Regions from separate parts of the Mus musculus genome. Here region 1 is linked to region 2. A link is a contact called in public targeted proximity ligation data. All regions are on one chromosome and are shown on one strand. The core of a region is the stretch at or near the end of the contact, and the rest is flanking DNA. Distances in the headings are between cores, read along the strand shown. Region 1 holds the start of D930032P07Rik (RIKEN cDNA D930032P07 gene). Region 2 overlaps Glis3 (GLIS family zinc finger 3).

Region 1 (3,378 bases), core at 825-3,324, 54 kb before region 2:
CCCGCCCCCATCCCTCCCCGCCCCCTCCGGCGCTCACACTCAGGAAGCAGCTGGCTGCGGGCCGGCCCTCGCGGCCGCACACACATCCACACTCCTCGCCTGGCAGCCTCCCTCCCGCCCTCTTCCCCCTTTCCCCTCTCTCCCTGCAGCCGCGTCCCTACTGCGCCGCCGGGGCAGCCCAGAGCGCGGCGCGCAAGGGCACCGGCGCCAGGGTCCGCGCACCTCGGGGCCGCGGCGGGCCCGGGTCCAGGCTCGCACCGGCGCTCTCTAGCCGCGACCCAGCTCAGGCAGCCAGCATCCCGAGCCCGGCCCCTCCAGGCGTCGCCCTCGGCCCCGAGCGAGGATGAGCACCCCGGGCCAGGCATGAAGTCGCCTCTCAACTTTGTAAAGACATGACTGGAGTGTGCCTGTGCGTAGCGCGGACAGGGAGCTGATGCGGAGAGTCGGCCCGCTGCCCTGCCTCCTCCTCCCAGGGCCGCCGCCGTCGCAGCCTCGCGCGGGCACACACACGGCCCTCCGGCCGTAGTTCCGCGCTCCGGCCACGGGCTTGGATGCGAGTTTTCCTTTCCGAAGGAGGCAGAGCCGGCGTGGAGCGCTGAGGGGGCTCAGCCTCCACCCACGCATCGCTAGTGTTGTCACGAGCGGGCTGGCCGGGAGAAGGGACTCGCTCGCCTAGCTTTGTTGTGGAAATCCGGTTACCTGGTAAGTGGATGCCATAGGAACTTTGTTCTGCAGGCGAGGGACAGAGAGAGAAGGCGCTAGAGAGTGTGGGGGCGGTCAAGCCTGGGGACGCAAACTCGGGATTAGAAAGAGTTTCTGCATGCCGGCTTGGTGGCATTCGCACGGGTTTGAGGACAGGAGCACACCAACTCCCCCAGACTCACAGGGCTTCTAGAGACCTAGGCACACCTTACCGAGGCTGATGGCAATACTCATTTAGCCATCAAACTGGCTGTCAGTTACCTAAGAGCGCGGGGTGTAGACAGAAAGGAAACCAACAAGGTGTGGAAGTTTCGTTTATGAGGGAGAGTCTCCGTGCCTTTTAACTGAAAATACAGGTACCAGAAGGTTACACAATCAGGGCCAGATACAGGGCGAGCACCGGGGTCCTACTTAGGGAAACTTTGGCAAAGTGGGGAGTGATGGGACTTTGAGGTCTTTAGCTCACAGTCGGGGTTGTAGTTGTCTTTTCGGCTTCCACGTGTTTATGGGGCGCCACGAAGGCTGTTTTTCACTTCTCCGTCTCATCCAAGTTGGTGTCCCCATTGTTCAGTGAGGTCCTCGGGTTTGGGGGCACAGCTACTAGTTAGGAGCGGTGCATCGACCCGCAGCCGCCAAGTTTTCAACTGTAACCTCCCACGCCACGAAATCGCAGACACATTCAGACACCTAGCACTCCCCGCCGGGTTTGTCACCTCGCGTTTACATTTTTATGGGCCGGGGACAAAATGTCAGCACTGTTTGGGAAATGTCTGTCTCGAGTCCCGCTTCAAGGCTCCGGTCCCTATAAATGACCCTGTGTCTATTTTGAAGTCGGTCGGGATCACTTTCTGGAAAGCGTGAGTGAGCTGTTGGCTCTCCTAGACACACACCTTGCCCCAAGCAACAGTTCCAAGTTACTCACTAGAGCTGACAAGTCACCCGGGGGACGAGAAACTCACCCAAGTGTCTGAAAACCTTGACCAGGGCGGATTTGTCATCCTACTATGGATGATTCAAGTAGGTACCTGGAGGAAACTTTTGGAGGTTTCCTTTTTTTTTTTCTTTTTTTGGCAAAAAGGTTCGTCGAGGTCGCGCCCTTAGATCTGGTAGTGTGTTTGGGAGGCAATAGCAAAACGACACTCGTGGGGGCAGGGAGGGTAGTCGCCCCGTGGTCCGGACAGGGTCACAGTGCAGGGCCCTATGTACCCCAGTGCGGCTCCGGGTGCTTTGGCCAGCAGGGTCCCCCGCAGCCCGGCTTCCTAACTGGCGGCCTTTCAGCCCCTTACTTACTCAGAAAGTGGTTGCACAACAGGAAGCCGGCACGAGTTTGTTTTGTTTTGTTGCGTTCTCTCGCTCGCGCCGCGGGAGGGGGAGGGGGGAGAGCGGGGGCGGTCTGGTTGCCCAGAGCACCGGGAAGGCTCCACTTCACCTCCGGACCCGCCCCTCGCTCACCTCCGGAGATCCCTGAGGCTAGGACCCAAGACCCCCCGCGGGGCAAAGGTGTGTGGGTGTGCCGTGTGTGGGAGGGTGCTGAGGACCCCAGGAGGGGTGTTCACCCACTGTCCCGGGCCGCACATCTTGACCCCGCACCCCTAGCCACTCCTGGTTCCTCTGCTCTGTGTACCTCCCTTCCTGGCTTGTCTTCCTTGACATCCGCTAGGTCCCATGGGATAGAGTGTAGGGGATCACTTCCGGAATTCTCCAGAGCAGTGCCCGCAGGGACTGCACTCCAGCAATTGCAATTGGAGAGGACACCTTTCCAATTCCTTAGAGCTTTAGGACTTCAACATCTCTTGAATTGGGGGTAGTGGTCTCAGGTGGCCCTAGAGTTGGTGAGGAAAGAGAAGTTTATACAGCTCCCCCCAGTGGACCAGTTCTCTGGGTTATGGGACCCAGAGAAAGAACCCCTGCCAAACTTAAGCATCTAGAAAAAACACTGAGGCTCACAGTGGAGAGCATTTCTTGGCCCGAAGGTGAACTCCAGACAAATGCAAACTCTCTTGTGTCCGTTCTGAAGCTTTGATGAGTCACGATTTCTTCATTGGGAAGTAGCCAGGCCCGGTTCCCTAAATGTCTCCGTGCCCGTTGGACTTCAATTTTTAGACTACGTTAGGAATTTTGATTCATTGTAAAAATGAATTTGGGTTAGTTTAAAAATTCTTACTCCTCCTTTTTCTCTTTGGTTTCCTGTGAGGCTACACAAAGCAGGTGCAGCCTGCAAAAGTTTGCAGAAAAACAATGAAGGCTGTCCCTGGAAATGATCTATAGAGAGAGAACTGTGTGAGAGGGCACCCCCCCCCCTTCTCTAGTGAGAACTGCTGACATTTAAGGCCTTTACTAGGATCTGCTACAGTGTTCATTTAGAGGAGCTCCAGCCCCTCCCCCTTGAACTGAAGGAGGCTTTCTTCCCATTCTTATTGCTACTTAGTTCGTGTCTTTTCTTTCCTGTCAGGACTCAGGCCTCCTTCAGAGTGAGTAATTACTTCTGTGTGCTCTGGGTGGATTCCCTGTCTCCTTGCTTCCCTTGAGGTCAGTTCAGGTAGAGTGGCTTTTCTTCACGCCATCGTTGGTCCATCCAATGTTTCCACCAGTTTCATTGGCGATTCTACCAAAGTTCTTCCGGTTAGCAGAGTTTGGATACCTGGAGTTGTCCCGTTTGGAAAGTGACTCTCCTTG
Region 2 (3,133 bases), core at 483-2,982:
CTGGGCGCGCAGTTGTTAAAAAGACACACGTGGACCTATCACCCTGGAATTTTATAGACTGCAAGCTTAATGTGAAAATGAAAAATATTAACTGAGCTAAAGTTTCATTTATTTCTGTCCATTATTGTCAAGATACTGGGAAACAGAAATTAACTTGAGTATTTATTGGCGAGCATGTTGAACAAAGACACTTACATGAATATATTGTTTCATGGGTAGGAATTACTAATTCAAACCAGTAAATGTTTGAAATTGATTAAAGGGAAATACTCAGATTCTTGAATAATGATTCAAATATGCTGAAACCTAATATCTACATAGTACATGTTTTGAGTTGCTAGACGACATTGAAAGGATGATCCAAGGTAGGTGACACTAGCAAAGACTCTTGCAGCCATAGGGTGTTGAGGTGGGGGATTTGTGGCTTTTCTCAGACCCTCTTCCTTGTTTTATCCCAAAGAAATTAAAACTCAAAGAAATGGCGCACGCAGCCTCTCACCCCCCCCCCCCCATTGCTGACTCGGAAAATGAATAGACCGGTTTACTCAAGGTCTCAAGGGTTCAAATTGTGAACATTTCTCCCTTTCATATATTAGCAATGTCAATGACTTGAAAATTAATGTGATTTGAGCTTCATATTTCTTTCCCTTAGATGTGGTTGAAGTGCTATGAGTTCATCACGAATGAGGAGTTAAGTCTTCTCTTGAGCCTGCCTTGTGAATTTCATTCTCTCCTACCAAATGACCTCACTAGAGCCAGTGACTCAAAAGGCAGGTTTGCTCTGGGTGACCACTCTAGAGGACCACATTAAAGTGCCCATGCTCTTTGTTTGTGCAGGAACGAGTTTTCTCAGCTCCATCACTGGATTCCAATGGGGGGAAATAAATTACTCATGCATGTTCTAATGACTAAAAAATTTTCCAGTGTCCTGGCTGTCTAGTTCTCATGGTGTAGAGGTTCCATGACCAAACAGTAATTGTTAACACTTTTGACTAGCTGGATGATATTATTTAGAAAGTCAAGTGAATGAAACATTTGAGTCATTGGTTCTAGGCCAGGATTTCAAAGGATATGCTCTGTGAGATCACTTTTAGTAGTTGTGGGAGACATGCTAGATTTGAAGGACTTTCCCCGCCCTCCATCTTGCCTGAATAACTTAATAACTTAGCCTTGTGGGCAAGGTACTTTTAACCTAACTGAGCCTTGTTTTTCTCCTCTGTGCCGAAGAAGGTAGCCATGGTGATGCCTGCTGTAATTATCTCTTACGGCTGCTGAGAAAAATCAACTGTGATTACCAAATCTGAAAGCCAGAAGGATGCTATGCAGAGTCATGTGAGTGCTAGGGTTAAAAGACGTCGTAGTAACAGTGATGCTCAAAATGACATTTTTGATCTGAATTTTGGCTAGAATTCTGTATGTGGGAATATTAAACGGGTACTAGATGCTTTTGTGTGTCAGTTATAGTGACAGAGTTGAAACTGCAAGTTGTTAAAGTTGAATTTTGCTGCTTGATGTTAATGTCAACAAAGGAAAGCAGCGTGGAGTCCTGTTTTTGTTTATAAAAGGGTTAAACAGTAGATTCAGAAAGAGAATAAATGATGAAAAATCAAACAGGTAATAAGAACGTGGGCTGAGAGAAAGCAGGGTGAGATAAGGGGTGAGGTTAGGACTCAGGGTGCATCTTGTTGTGACCCCGTTTCTTGTGTTAGCGCTGAGTCAGAGCTTTGGCTGCAAGCCTTGCTGGATCCACAGCCATGAGGCAGGAGAACGTCGGCCATGTGAGTCATGGTCCCCATGAAGTTAGCTAGTCCAGCAAAACTGCAGCGAGACGGTGAGTTTTCCCAGGCAGTTCTCATCAAGAACAACACATGGAGGACAGTATCCTACAAGGATCCTGGGGGGGGGGGGGGGGCGGCGGTGAAGGCAGGCAGTTTTCCAGGCTTTTACTGGTGGGATTGCCAGAAGAAAAATTATAATTTTTGTTTAAATTCCCTATTTGAGAGTTTGTGGGTTTTTTCCCTTTATTTTAATTATGGCTGAAGGCATACATACCATTAGATTTAGAAACCAGAACCCCTTTTCAGTATTGTTTCCCACATCAGGACACCTTAGAGATACTGAGCAGAAGCCCGGGGCTACTTGCTGAGTGTGTGGATCTGAGGGGAAGCAGCTTGCTGGGAGCCAGTGCTGGGGAGCAGCACAGAGCCTGGTCCCAATATAACTACCAGTTGGCACTTGCCACACATTTCTAATTGTGAGTTTAGAGTTTACTGTGCTGTGGGTGTTTTTGTTTTTGTTTTTGTTTTTTGGTTTTTGGTTTTTTTGTCTGTGGAAGTGTAGAAAGCTATTGAATGTGATGCTGCCCTCCCCATATTATTTGCTGTTTGTTTGTTTCCTTTTTCACTGTGGAAGCTATCGGAAAGCCTACAGCAATGGCTCAGAAATCTGCAGAGTGCAGATCTTCACACATAAGACTTCCAGCATTCATAATTAGACTGCCTGCTCTGCCCCTCTCATTAAGTATCACTAGCACCCAGAATGAGACAACGTAGAAAAGCATCCATATTTTAAGCCAATTTAAATAACACCGAACCTTTCTTTTTAGGAAAAGATGGAATTTCTAAGCATTCACAAGGAAGCCTGTGGGAGTTCTTGTGGCTTGCTTCTTCTGTTGTACACTTGCTTGTTCACGCTCATAGAAAGTGGCTTCTGTTGTAACAGGTGCTCGAGAAGTTCCTGTGATGTGTTCAAGACTGATTCAATATATATTCTTCATCAGTACCTTAGAATAAACAGGTGGCCAAGAGCCAGAGAAGATGGCTCCCAAAGGTCTCTCTGGAGAGAGGTGGGAGCCATGTGTGATATCATTTTGTGTGCTTGAGGGACTTTTAACGTGGGGCAGTGGATTGTATTAGACACAACAAGAGTCAGAAGACATGCATCCATTTCAGTTAAATTACTTGTTAAAAATGGGTACAAGTTTTGGGTCTTGGTACCCCAACGTGGACGTAATAAGCTGGTCCCTGCTGGCGGTGGAAAGGCCCAGTGGGCAGTATAAGCATGAAATTCATTTTCTAGTATTTTCAAGACCTGTAGCATTAAGATCTTGTCTCAAGGCAACTTTCTATGGATA

The links.
Region 1: a targeted proximity ligation map of embryonic fibroblasts shows a contact between it and region 2, with 53 read pairs. A contact is called at or near these places in 4 of 39 promoter capture datasets (the 3T3-L1 cell line, 3T3-L1-derived adipocytes and hippocampal neurons), 18 of 484 Hi-C or Micro-C datasets (3T3-L1-derived adipocytes, the AML12 cell line, the C2C12 cell line and 9 more), 5 of 130 datasets of targeted methods (the NIH/3T3 cell line, embryonic fibroblasts, embryonic stem cells and 1 more) and 3 of 9 other capture datasets (adipose tissue, embryonic stem cells and pancreatic islet).

Annotation. Positions count from the first base shown.
Region 1 is chr19:28,676,920-28,680,297 of GRCm38.p6, reverse strand. It overlaps D930032P07Rik (RIKEN cDNA D930032P07 gene), which reads right to left and starts at 2,074. Exons shown (of 5, transcript NR_045330.1): 1 at 1,993-2,074. Glis3 (GLIS family zinc finger 3) reads left to right here and starts at 221. Exons shown (of 11, transcript NM_175459.6): 1 at 221-702.
Region 2 is chr19:28,622,525-28,625,657 of GRCm38.p6, reverse strand. The region is part of intron 2 of Glis3 (GLIS family zinc finger 3); the gene reads left to right. Among named protein-coding and RNA genes, the nearest start is that of D930032P07Rik, 54 kb to the left of the region's middle.